2 separate regions of the Mus musculus genome follow, and region 2 is linked to region 1. The links are chromatin contacts, called in public Hi-C maps. All regions are on one chromosome and are shown on one strand. Each heading gives the region's core, a stretch centred on a gene start, on an enhancer-like site or on the middle of the called end of the contact. The rest is flanking DNA. Distances are from core to core; before and after follow the strand shown. Region 1 has its middle 39 kb from the start of Col5a2. Region 2 has its middle 58 kb from the start of Gm23216.

What was found. Hi-C and Micro-C count contacts between places; a contact is called where the count stands out from the background.
Region 2: a contact with region 1 is called in a Hi-C map of uterus, with 2.3 times the contacts expected there. The contact joins two enhancer-like sites. A contact is called at or near these places in 1 of 15 datasets of contacts at CTCF or cohesin (the NIH/3T3 cell line), 2 of 484 Hi-C or Micro-C datasets (nephron progenitors and uterus) and 2 of 115 datasets of contacts at active chromatin or transcription factors (embryonic fibroblasts and fibro-adipogenic progenitors).

What each region holds. Positions count from the first base shown.
Region 1 is chr1:45,538,894-45,545,576 of GRCm38.p6, reverse strand. No RefSeq gene overlaps it. Among named protein-coding and RNA genes, the nearest start is that of Col5a2, 39 kb to the right of the region's middle. Within about 2 kb of position 3,541, at least 45 of the 459 cell types and tissues checked have an H3K27ac peak or open chromatin away from gene starts, as enhancers often do. A contact at or near this core is called in the NIH/3T3 cell line, embryonic fibroblasts and uterus, where this site is marked.
Region 2 is chr1:45,624,522-45,631,204 of GRCm38.p6, reverse strand. No RefSeq gene overlaps it. Among named protein-coding and RNA genes, the nearest start is that of Gm23216, 58 kb to the left of the region's middle. Within about 2 kb of position 4,349, at least 57 of the 459 cell types and tissues checked have an H3K27ac peak or open chromatin away from gene starts, as enhancers often do. A contact at or near this core is called in the NIH/3T3 cell line, embryonic fibroblasts and uterus, where this site is marked.

The sequences.
Region 1 (6,683 bases), core at 2,292-4,791:
TTATTATTTTAAATTGGGGAATAAAGTTTATTGATTTTGAGAAATATTAATCACCAATGATGATTAATTATTTTATTTTGATATTGGTTTGTTTTGCTGGTGTGGAATTATTTATTTCCTGTTTTTTTTCTTGGGTGTAGTTAACTTCCTTGGGATTGAGTTTTTCTTCTAGTATATTCTGTATGGCTGTGTTTGTAGATAAATATTGTTCAAATTCGGTTTTGCCATGACATATCTTGTTTTCTCCATCTATGATAATTGAAAGTTTGTTGCACATAGTCGTCTGGCCTGACATCTGTGTTCTTTTAAATTTTACTAGACATCTATCCAGACCTTTCTGTCTCTGTTGAGAAATCTGGTATAATTCTAATAGGTCTGATTTTACATCTTACTTGGGGATTTTTCCTGGCTTCTTTTAATATTCTTTCTTTGTTCCACACATTTAGTGTTTTCATTATTATGTGACAGAGGGGGTTTCTTCTCTTTTTGCATCTATTTGGTGTTCTGAATGTTCCTTGTCTCTTTACAGGCACCTGTTCTGTTAGGTTAGGACACTTTTCTAAGTTTGCTGAAAATATTTTCTGGGCCTTTGGGCTGAGAACCTTCTATTCTTATCATTTTTTAGTTTATTTTTGTTTTGTTTTGTTTTGTTTTGTTTTGTTTTGTTTTGTTTTTTTCAATAGTGTACCAGATTTCCTTGATGTTTTATGTCAGGAACTTTTTGGATTTAATATATATATTTTTTAACTATGAATCTATTTATCTTCAATCCCTGATATACTTTCTTTCATCTTTTGTATTTTTTATTCTGTTGGTGATAATTGCATTTGTAGTTCTTGTTATTTATCTTGAGTTTCTATTTCCAGAATTCTCTCAGTTTGTGTTTTCTTTATTGCTTTTATCTCAATTTTCAGGTCTTGCACAGTTTTCTTCACCCATTTCCTCCCCTTCCTTGGCTACTTTTTAAAAAAGCATTCTTTAGGTGTCTATTTATTTTTTCCAATTTCTTTTTTTGATTTCTTAAAGGGATTTTCCAATTGTCCCTCTATAAGGACCTCCCTGATATTTATAATGTTGGCTTTAAAATTGTTTTCTTGTGATGCAGCTGCATTGGCATACTCAGGTCTTGCTGCCCTGGGGTATCTGGGCTCTGGCGATGCCATACTGCCCTGGCTGCTGTTGATTGCATTTCACACTGGCATTTAGGCATTTGTGTTAGGGATGGTTATAGGTCTCGGTACTGATTTCTGAGTTTGTCATTGTTAGATGGGTGTTTTATTCCGTGGTTTCTGTTTCCTCTTTGGTCTTCTTGGCATTGTGATCTGGGTTTCTGGTAGCCTGCTTGATATCTGAACCATTAGGGAGTGTCTTACCAGATTGTAGGCTTCATTTCTGGCAAAGTGCTTAGCCTTTGGGGCAGCAGGATCTCTCTGCTCTTCTGAGTGGTATGGCCTGTACCTGAGCAGTTGGAGTTTGTTGGCATTGGGAGCAGGTGCGCAGCTATGGGGCCATGGGTGAGGTGTGGGTCGGCGAGGTGGTAGAATGGGTCTTGTGGAATTGAGTCTAGGAAGTGGGGAGTTGGAAGAGTCTCACTCACCTGTACATCTGACTGGTTTGGCCTGCACCTAGGCAGCTGGTGATGGTTAGTTTTAACTGTTGACTTTACACAACCTAGAATCACTTGGAAAGACATTCTTAATGAGGAATTGTTTAAATTAGGTTGCTCTGTTGAATGTATACTAGTGAGGAATTTTCTTAATTGGGTTAATTGAGATGGGAAGATCCACTCAGAATGTGGGCAGTACCTTTTCATGGATTTTGGTTCTGGATTATATAAAAAAGGAGAAAATGAGCTGAGTGTTGAGTAAGCTTTACATATATATATATATATATACATATATATATATATATATATTGTTTTTGTTTTTAGTGATATATAAGAACCATTATTTGTTTAAATATATGAATTATAATCTTTTTGTCTACACATATAATAATAATAATTATAGCAATATTAATATAAAAGTGACTGGAGAAAGATTCAAGGAGGCAGGGACATTGGAAGATGGCCACGCACACAATAGTTGCAGGATGAGACGGGGACACTGCACACATAAACTGACATCAACTATGATGTGTGCCCAAGATTCACACAAGATGAAGCGTGCCAAAACTATGACATGGATTGGGGAGGGCCCCAGGAAGGCTCATCCATAGCTGAGGGGCTATGGTAATTGACAGCTGTGGAGAGAGAGGGTTTTCTTTGCTCTGATAGGCTACCCATGTCCCAATGGATTATACTACATTCATGAAAGACTCTGAGCACTGAGTGGGCTCTAATAAGTTTAGACTCTGAGCTCTGAGCACTGAGTGGACTCTAATAAGTTTAAAAAGAGGCCATAAAGTTATCATCAAAAAGTATAGGTGGGTAGATAAAGGAAGGGTTACAGAGGAAGTAGTGGAGATGGAGCTGATTAAAACACAACATATGAATACAACATTCGCAGCCTGTTTATGGAAGCCAAAGTTCAATAGGGTCAATAGTTTGAATATTAATGCATGTTTGATTTATGATATTTCCAAGGTTACAATAAATTTTCTTTATTTCAGATAGCAAATAAAAACCCATAACATATTCATGTATGAAAATAATAAAATAACAACAAAGAGAATTGATTTTTAACAATGTATCATCCTCAATTGAAAATAATTTGAAGTATTTAAAATTTTTAGTGAATGAGGGGAATGGAGAGATACCTCAGAGGTTAAGAGCACATACTATTCTTATAGAGGACTTGAGTTTAGTTCTCAGCACCATATTTGGTAGCTTACAAACATCTGTAACTCCAGTTCCAGAGGATTTGATGTTCTCTTCTAGCCTCTGAGAACACTCACAAACAGGTATGCACATACCCAGAAACATCCCCCCCCATACGTACACAACACTCCCCCCACACCCCACCCCACCACACACACACACACACACACACACACACACACACACACACATATTAAAAACCTACATTTAAAGAATTTCAGTAAATGAATTTATCTTTTCGGTGTCCTCTGTTTATTGTTGCTGAAGAATTTGGTAGGATTTCTTGATAATCTTTAATTAATATCTATGAAACAATAAGCAATGAAATCTTGGATACAACATGCTTTCTTAGTTAGAAATAAGAACTAGATTGTGTTTTTCCTATTTGAAATCTGTGTATGTATTTTCAGCCTGTTAAGCACACACTTACAACAGCCAAGAAGAGCCTCACTACTCATAAACTTTTGAGTCTCACATTGATTCACATACTTTAGAAAAGTAACTGTCTGAAGTCACCAAATAGGGACTCTTTTTCCAAATTAAGTTGCCTAATTATAAACTTCCCATTGCTAAGGGATGTAAAGGTCACCATTAACAGCCATGGTTTCAAACAGATCATGGACAAATCTGCTTGTGGACATTTGCCAAGAAATGGAGTGTTTGCAGACGGCTTGGCATAGACTCCTCTAAAGGAGCAAGCTCCACCCAACCCCTTTACTCTGCATTTTCTGACTGGCTTGCTACAGAGAAACAAGTATTTAGACACATTTAAACCATCAACAGAAGTTTAATCTGAGAAAATACATTATGAAGAACAGATGATTTTACAATACTGCTCATTTCACTTCACTGAACAAGACCTCAAATTCATCTTTTGAAAATAGAGATTCGTCTTCTCTTCCTCATGTCCTCTTGTCCTTAAAAGTAGAAGCACTGATGTCCATGTGATTTCGTGCAATATTCCTTGAGTAGCCATTTACTTTGAACTGCAGTTGTTAGTACCCACATTGCTGCAGTTCTGGCGAATCAGCTCACCATATTTGGATTTTTTTTTTGTCTTTGTTTTTTGTTGTTTGTTTGGTTGGTTGGTTGGTTGGTTTTCTCCTTTCAATGGCTTCCTCTGTCTGTTTTTTTTTTTTTTTTTTCGCAACAAATGTAAAATATTTTAATCAAGTGAAAACAGACGAAACACATGGAAATTCTGCTCAGTCAGGGATAAGTTTGCTGATGTCATTTCTCTTATGGTGGCCAAATAGTTCTAAGGAGAATAATCAATCTAGCAGACTTGAACTTTCAGTTAGAAACTAAATCATCTGTTCTAAGTTCTGTACATCTCCCCCTTTCTGCTCCCTCTGTTTCAACCCCTCCCCACAAGAAAGGGAGGAAAGGAAGAGGAATGTAAACCTCTGAAATAGTTTCATGCTTTCCTTGTGTGTCACACCACTCGCGTTTCTCTCCACCCCTTCTTTCTCATTCCACTGGTGAGTACACATGTTTTTTTTTTTTTTTCTGGGCTGTTATTCTTTATGAACAGAAAAAGAATGACACAGATTTATATTTGAAAAATCTGTTCACTTCAGCCTTGCTCTAAGTGCAGGCATTGCTTTCTGCTTTCATGGCTTCATCTCAGGGCTCTGAAATCTTTAGCTTCATGTAAGCCTGTACTTCATGTAAGTATTCGACTCAAATCCAGCTTTCAGCTGACATCATGCCTTAGATGTTTTCTAAATTTGAATTCAAAATAGACGAAGCTGAATTAGGGATTTGTATAAGGCATCCAAGCCTCATTATTATTATTATTTTCTACTGGCACGAAAAGCTTCACCAGTCACCAGGCATCAAAACTGAGTTTTTAAGGTGATTTTGGGTTCTCTTTCTTGTTGATTTCTTTTTGGTGAATTGTTGGCCACACTATTGTTAGTTCTAGATTAAAAGACCCCACTGCTGCACACATACCCAGATTTTCCTTGTATGTGTGTATGTGTGGTGTTGAAGACTGCACCCAGAACCATTTGTTTCATGCAGTGTATTGTTTCTGCTGTATATTTTGCTTTCATATATATGTGTGTGTGTGTATGTATATTTATATGTATATATATATATATATATATATATATATATATTTAAAACTTTTTATCAGTTCTTTGTGAATTTTACATCATGCTCCCCAGTCCTACTCATCATCTCCCTGTCTACTTGTATCAGTTCTTGCAACATTCCCCAGAAAATAAAATACACACACACACACACACACACACACACACACACATGCACACACGTGCGCATAGAAAACATGTTATCATGGAAGCTGTAGTATGTCACAGTGTGTCCCACAATATACGTCTCTGTCTACACATCTTCACTTGCAAATGGTCATTGCAATGAATCATTGAGGTCTCTGGCTTCTGTGATACTATCAATATTGGCTCTTCACTGGAACTCCTTCCAGTTTTCTTGTTGTGCCCTACGTCATGGAGGTCCTGCAGCTTTGGATCTGCAGGACTGGCTTTTTGATGTGCCCCAACATTTTACAGGTGATGTAGATTTTGGGGATGTGTCAACTCAAAGACCTAGGTCTGGGCCTGAGTAGTAGCTGAGTTGGTCGACAGTTCTGCTGTCCTTTATCCACATCATTAGGGCAAACTCTCCAGCACTTCTTGGATGAAACCATCCAATGCTCCCATCAGCAGGAACAGGGTCAGCTCTTTCAGTTTTATGCTCTCAAGACCAGCTCACACACACACGTGTGCCTCCAGATTCAGCTACATTGTGCTGCTTAATCAAGGTGAGTGGTCCACTCTCCCAAGTCTGCAGCCTGCCAGGGGCTGGGCCAACTCTCCTGCTCTTACACCCTCAGAGCTGGCTCACCTGTGGTTTTGCCATTAGGGCTAGATCCACTGTGTGGCCTAGGCAAGGTTGCAGGGTCTGTGTTCCTGGCAGTGAAGAGCAGGGACAACTGTCCTTATCTTACGACCTTGGGGCTAGCTCTCTTAACTTTTGCAAGTGAAAAGGGGCTGGGTATATAGAGAGGAAGGCATCACTTTCCCACTCCACACAGCAGGAGAGTGTGAGAGCCAGCTCTTTTTGCACTCATATTGTGGAGCCAGTTTACCTGCACCCCTGCCACTAAGGCCAGCTTTACTGTGCTGTCTAGGTGACTTGCAAAACCTGCATTCCATAGTGTTGCATCTAGCAAGATGCAGGGCCAGATCACCTGCTCTCATGACCTAGCATCTAGCTCTCCTGACTGACTGCTGCAGGTGGCAAGGAGTTGTCATGGTAGGGAATCACCTGAGTGCCTGTGCCAACTCACACCTGAGGAATGACAGGGCCTGTACCAGGGTCAGTTCTGCTGGCTGTCCAGGCTAGGTACAAGGACTAGTCTACTGAGTGCTGTAGCTGGTGAGTGCCAGTGCAAGTTAACTTGCTCTCTCAGGACTGTAACTGCAATCCAACCTGCCTGAGGTCTTTTGAAGCACCAAGGGGGAGCATCACCTCAGAGTAGATGGGAGCAGGGTCAGCTTTTCTATGCTCATACCCTTGGGGCCAGCTTACCTGAGCCTCCACCACAATGGTCAGCCTCATTGTGTTGCCCTGGTGAGATTCAGGGACCACTCTCCCATGTGCTGCCATTGGTGAGAGGTGGGGCTCACTCTCCAGAGCACTGAAGGTATCCACATGGCTCCAGTGGCTGTACAGACCAGGGATGTCCCCACGATTTCTAGAGATAATATGAGCCATGGAATTGATGCCAGTCCTTACTGTTGCATAGCTGTGGACTTCACTGTGGCTCAGGTGGCAGGGCTAGCTGCTCACAACAAGGGGCTATTCCTCTCCTCCCTTGCATCTCCAGTTCCATCACCCT
Region 2 (6,683 bases), core at 3,100-5,599, 85 kb before region 1:
TCCCAATGGAGGAGCTAGAGAAAGTAGCCAAGGAGCTAAAGGGATCTGCAACCCTATAGGTGGAACAACATTATGAGCTAACCAGTACCCCGGAGCTCTTGACTCTAGCTGCATATATATCAAAAGATGGCCTAGTCGGCCATCACTGGAAAGAGAGGCCCATTGGACTTGCAAACTTTATATGCCCCAGTACAGGGGAATACCAGGGCCAAAAAGGGGGAGTGGGTGGGCAGGGGAGTGGGGGTGGGTGGATATGGGGGACTTTTGGTATAGCATTGGAAATGTAAATGAGTTAAATACCTAATAAAAAATGGAAAAAAAAAAAAAGAAGTATAAAGTCACAGCAGATGCTGGCGAGGATGTGGGGAAAGAGGAACACTCCTCCATTGTTGGTGGGATTGCAAGCTTGTACAACCACTCTGGAAATCAGTCTGGTGGTTCCTCAGAAAATTGAACATAGTACTACAGGAGGATCCCGGAATACCTATCCTGGGCATATATCCAGAAGATGTTCCAACCAGTAAGAAGGACACACGCTCCACTATGTTCATAGCAGCCTTATTTATAATAGCCAGAAGCTGGAAAGAACCCAGATGCCCCTCAACAGAGGAATGGATACAGAAAATGTGGTACATTTACACAATGGAGTACTACTCAGCTATTAAAAAGAATGAATTTATGAAATTCCTAGGCAAATGGATGGACCTGGAGAGCATCATCCTGAGTGAGGTAACACAATCACAAAAGAACTCAAATAATATGTACTCATTGATAAGTGGATATTAGCCCAGAAACTTAGTATAGCAAGATATAAGATACAATTTGCAAAACACATGAAACTGAAGAAGAACGAAGACCAAAGTGTGGACACTCTGTCCCTTCTTAGAATTGGAAACAATCACCCATGGAAGGAGTTACAGAGACAAAGTTTGGAGCTGAGACAAAAGGATGGACTGCCATATTCAGGGATCTATCCCACAATTAGCCTCCAAACAATCACACCATTGCATACACTAGCAAGCATTGGCTGAAAGGACCCAGATATAGCTGTCTCTTGTGAGACTAGGCCGGGGCCTAGCAAACACATATGTGGATTCTCACAGTCAGCTATTGGATGGAGCACAGGGCCCCCAAAGGAGGAGCTAGAGAAAGTATCCAAGGAGCTAAAGAGATCTGCAACCCTGTAGGTGCAACAACATTATGAACTAACCAGTACCCCAGAGCTCTTGACTCTAGCTGCATATGTATCAAAAGATGGCCTAGTTGGCCATCTCTGGAAAGAGAGGCCCATTGGACATGCAAACTTTATATGCCCCAGTACAGGGGAATGCCAGGGCCAAAAAAAAAAATGGGAATGGGTGGATAGGGAAGTGGGGGGGAGGGTATGGGGGACTTTTGGCATAGCATTCTAAATGTAATTGAGGAAAATACGTAATAATAAAAAATATTTAAAAAAAGAAATGTCTTGTTATTGAAATATTATGCAAAAGAATGGGACTAATATTAGTTAAAAGATCCAGATTGGTATGACTTATCTTCTAGGTATTTAATAAGCATACATGGAGACTATTCTAATGTGGTGAGAGAGATTGAAAGAGAATATTTTTCCTCTTGTCCTTTAAGGTCAATAAGGTCCCCGGAGACTGGCTCATCTCTTAAAATGTTCTCTAACAGTGAGAAGCCAATGCAGAGGAGAGAGTTCTACACTTTTAAGAGAAGATACAGTGAGGCTATTCAAGGCTTTTGACCAATTCTCACTTTGATGGACAACTAGTAAAACGAGGGCTAGAGAAGTCTGTTGTTCCTCTCAAGGCCAAGTGACCCCTGAGGATCTATTCTTGACAGTACAAAAAAGAAAAATTAATCTTAGCCACTGTAGTCTTAAACACTCTTCAGGAACATCTAACTAATGACTAAGAGGATTGCACTTTAAATGTCGGATATGAGTCTACATGAGATGTTATTTATACAACTATATCTCACTAAGAATTTTTTTCTGAATAAAGTAGCCATTCAGGTGCAAATGAATAGAAAATGTTGCCTCCTACACAGAGATGTTTAGATCTTTTTTTCTACTATGAGAAGAGTATCTCATTTTTAATTTCTATGTATGTGTGCTTTGCCTGGATGTATGTCTTTGCACCACATGTGTGTAGTTCTCATCAAGGCAAGGAGAGGTCGTGAGATACAATGGAACTGGAGTTACAGATGGTTCTGAACTGCCATGAGGAGCTGGAAATAGATCCCCTGTCCACTGGTTGAGCGGCAAGTGCTCTTACTCTGAAAGCCAATTCTCCAGCCCCAGATATTTATCTCTTGACTGTTACTGAGTATTTTAATTATTTTACTATGAAAATTTTGTTCTGCAAAGGTCATTGCAGTGAGTTCTAAAGAAATAAAATGTGTAATATTTATATTTAAATCTCATGTCATTATCTCTACATTGAATTCTATTCAGTCTAATGGGGTAGCTGCAAATGATATTCAAATTTTGTGGATAAGGAAGAGCAGGCATAAAACTGAGCAAATAGTCTGAGACCATACAGCTACTCATGCTGGTGGGATTTGAAGTGGCTCATCTAAATCCAGAGTCTTAATCATATCTGTACTCTGAATCAATAGGAGTGCATAGAAGTTGCTTACCAATTCTTGTAAAATATTTTTTGAGTTATATGAACTTTTCAGAGTTATATGAAACCAATATTAGGTCATTTAAAAGCTCTAAGTTCTGGTCTTCTCACAAAGTTGAATGTCATTTTATCACTGATTTCTCTTTTGGGCAAAACGCAGAAGTACTGAGGAACTTCTTCAGATGGTCCCTTTTGCTCTTTCTCTAGGCAGTCATCACTGGTAAACAAATAGACTACACAGTACTCTTTAATTATTTCACAATTTTATTTATGAGCACACATCACTCTTTACCTTCAGATGTTTTCAAGATCAAATGGAAGACAGTCAAGTTCACTCTTTGTTATGTGCAGAGAAAGACAAAAGCTGGAATTATCTGGAATAATTTGGTCATGTACTTCTGGTCATCAGTATGTTACCACATGCTGCACTGAAAGCACGGAAGGGAAGCACTCAGCCTCTTTCTGTATGTTCATGACTCATGTATCCAGGTCAAGTCCCGCTGGGCACTTGTCACTTCATAAACAGCAGGGGGCAACCTTTCCTTTCTGATCTTTCTCTCCACAAAGATGTTCTTGGATTTTGTTGAAGTTCCCAGAGTTCTCTTGGGGCATGTGATACCCAAAGTTGGAAATTATTAAATAGTTTGGATTCATAAAGGGTGAAATATATCCCTATGTTCACAGTCCTCAAAGTATTTGAGAAATTCTTAGGTGAGTAAGTTTAAAATCCAAATAGCAAAACTGAAGTTAGTGAATTTGTTGTTAATTTACAAAGCTGAAGGAAAATATTTTTTGAAATAAAGTGACCCAACAATCCCCACAATTTCAAACAGTTTGCAGTGAGATGAGTAAAAGATGCCAATTTGACAACTATGAAGGTCTAACAGAATGCTTTCTGCATTTCTGCAGGTTCTATACATGTATGACTGAACTTCAATGTGGATTGCTTGTATGTGTGTATATATCTATCCCATAATCTCCAGCATCAGATGTTTTTCTTTTCTTGTCTTTCTAGAGGGTTTGCAACTTCAGTGTATGAAAGTACCAGGATTTGTATGGTCTTCTTTGTACCATGTGTCCTTGTCAAATGAAGTTCACACTTGTCTAACTGGAGAAGATTGCTTAGAGAGTATAAGACATGTTTTCCCACGAAACAAATATAGGTATCTTGGTATTATCCTAACTTAATATCTGATAGGTAAACATTCTTTTAAAAGTTTATCTTGTCTGTGTTCATTTTTAGACATAATAGCTAATAATTCTTACAAAGAAAATTGTAAGTCTAAAACTATTTTGTGTTTTAGAATAATTTTTTTCTTTGCAAGAAATAAAACATTTCTAATATTTTAAATTTTAAACAATCTCTGTGTTTTATTTTTGAACTTGGAAGAAAATACAAAGTTACTTATAAGAAACATTTATTCACTTAAAGTAAGTTTTTGCAGACTGCATTTTACTGTTGAATGAGTGCCATAAAGCCTTCTAAAATCGCTGAATCCTGGAACTCTATCTGTGCTGTGGAGTATCTTGTTTGTGCCAGTATCTCACTGCTCTCAAAGGTCCTTTCCTGGCTGCAGTTTAGTATGACTACCTCCTGTTTTTCTCTCCAAGTGCCTCCCATGGAAATTCTTGAAAAATAAAGCAACGTTTCAACCCACACTTTAATGAGTGGACTGGAATCTCTATTCCATTAGCTATCTCAGAAGTGACTCATAGAATTGTCTAGCCTGTGCTTTCCTAACATTTTCCATCCACTCTAAGTTATTTCTTCATCTTTACTACTTGAGTGCTTTACATATTTGCCAGCTGAAGAACTGGAAATAAATGAGATCTATAGTTTCAAATTTGAATGTGTTGTTTGGGCTTTTAAAATGAAGCCCTGGTGATCTAGTATCTGGCAGAAATACCTTCAGAAAATTGGGCAGTTAGAATACAAGTTACTCAGCTACAATTTGCTTACTGTGAAGGCAAGCCCATGCAGTCTACTGTTTTCTTTTGTATCCATTCCTTTATTTGTTACCATTTGTTTCTGTGGAAGCACCTTTAGACACCCAAAGTATCTAGGTACTTCATTCAAAACAAGTACTGCCCTATCAGATAGGGTAGTGTCAGAAATACAAGACAAATGGGACATTACGATTGAGGAGGCTTCAAGTGTGTTCCCTGAGACAACGAAAGGAGGTGGAGCATACACTAATGAGCTGATCACTCGTTTACTTCATGGAGATTCTCACGTTCACATGAGAAATATGTGTAAATGCTATAGAGGACTGAGAAATTATTAAAAAAAAAGAAACAACTGATAAAAGTCATCTCCTTGTTGACACACATCTAAAATCTCTGCTCCCTTCACTTTAGCATTCCACTTTACCCGTAACCCAGAAGCTATGTCTCAGACACGTTCTTGATCAGCAGCAGAGTGCTTTGTGGGGAGACATGGAATAAATGACTCAGGATCTTGGCAGTTCCGCTGTGGCAGTTGTTGCGGTATGTGACCTCCTGAAAATCAGTTATTTCAGCTCAAGTTCAAGTTTTCTCTCTAAAAAAATTATAGTGTTTTCTGACTTGTCTATCACATGATATTTTTTGTTTTGAGCATCAAATGAAAGAGTATGGGAGTAGAGGGAAGCCCTATAGATGGTTCCGTTTGTCTTAGCTTTCTATTGAGGGACAGACTCTGAAATTACAAGCTGGAAAGAGTTTTTAAGGACTTTGTTAGGTAAAGTAGAGCTAACTTCCCCCCTCCCCCCAGGCTTTGGGGAATAGGACATTTGCGCATCGTGCAGCCTATCTAAGCAGACAGATGCTTACAATGATGAACAACAATTGACAGAAAAATACATTCCTTCTTAAATAAGACCATAGGAAGTTTGTGTTATCCTAGCATAACTTACCTTGCTCTTTAGGCTTTTAAGAGCTGACTATTGTTTGTTGCCTTAGAAACAAAAGGCTGGGGAATTAAACAAAGAGAATTAAAGGTCTTTACTGGTCCTACAAGTGATAACTTACTATGCTTTGAAAAAAACTCTACATGTCAAATTATATTTAATAAGATATTTGGGTAGAGAAAACTAGTAGCATGGAAAATATTGTTATATAAAAATATGTTTTGTAGTACTAGAATAATGATATTTTTGACTGAAGCAGGTAGTTTCTCACTATGTATTGAGCATTTTTTTCCAATTTTTTATTAGGTATTTTCTTCATTTACATTTCAAATGCTATCCCAAAAGTCCCCATATACCCTCCCCCCTCCTTCCGCTCCCCTACCCACCCACTCCCACTTCTTGGCCCTGGCATTCCCCTGTACTGGGACATATAAAGTTTGCAAGACCAAGGGGTCTCTCTTCCCAATGATGGCCGACTAGGCCATCTTCTGCTACAAATGCAGCTAGAGACATGAGCTCTGGAGGTAATGGTTAGGTCATATTGTTGTTCCACCTATAGGGTTGCAGACCCCTTTAGCTCCTTGAGTACTTTCTCTAGCTCCTCCATTGGGGGCCCTGAGCATTCTTAAGAGGATTTTTAAAATTTTGATATTCTATTAATAGAATTGTCTCAACATGTCATATTCATTTTAATTATATGGTATCAGAGCTTTGCTCTTAATATGAAAACCAAGGATGTCAGATACTCTTGAATAGATTATACTTTTCACACCTTAGTGGCATAGGAATTAAAATAGTTTCTTTTTGAATAAAAATATTTCAGGTCTATTTTTATTTTAATTGTACATATGTGTGTGCCTTTCTGTGTATGCTTGTGGGCGTCTGTGAGTCTGCACATGAATGCAGATGTTTGCAGAGGCCAGAAGCATCAAATCTTCCTAGAGCTGGAGCACAGTCAGTTGGGAGCCTCCTGACATGGGTGCTGGGAACTGAACTTGGGTTCTCTGCAAGAAGAGTGATTAAGACCATGCTCTTAATTAGTGATCCATCTCTCCAGCTGGGTTTGCCTCGTTATGTGTGTGTGTGTGTGTTTGTGTGGTGTTGTGTTATATGTGTGTGTGATACATAGATTTGAGTGTGCAGGTATGCATCTATGAGTAAATAT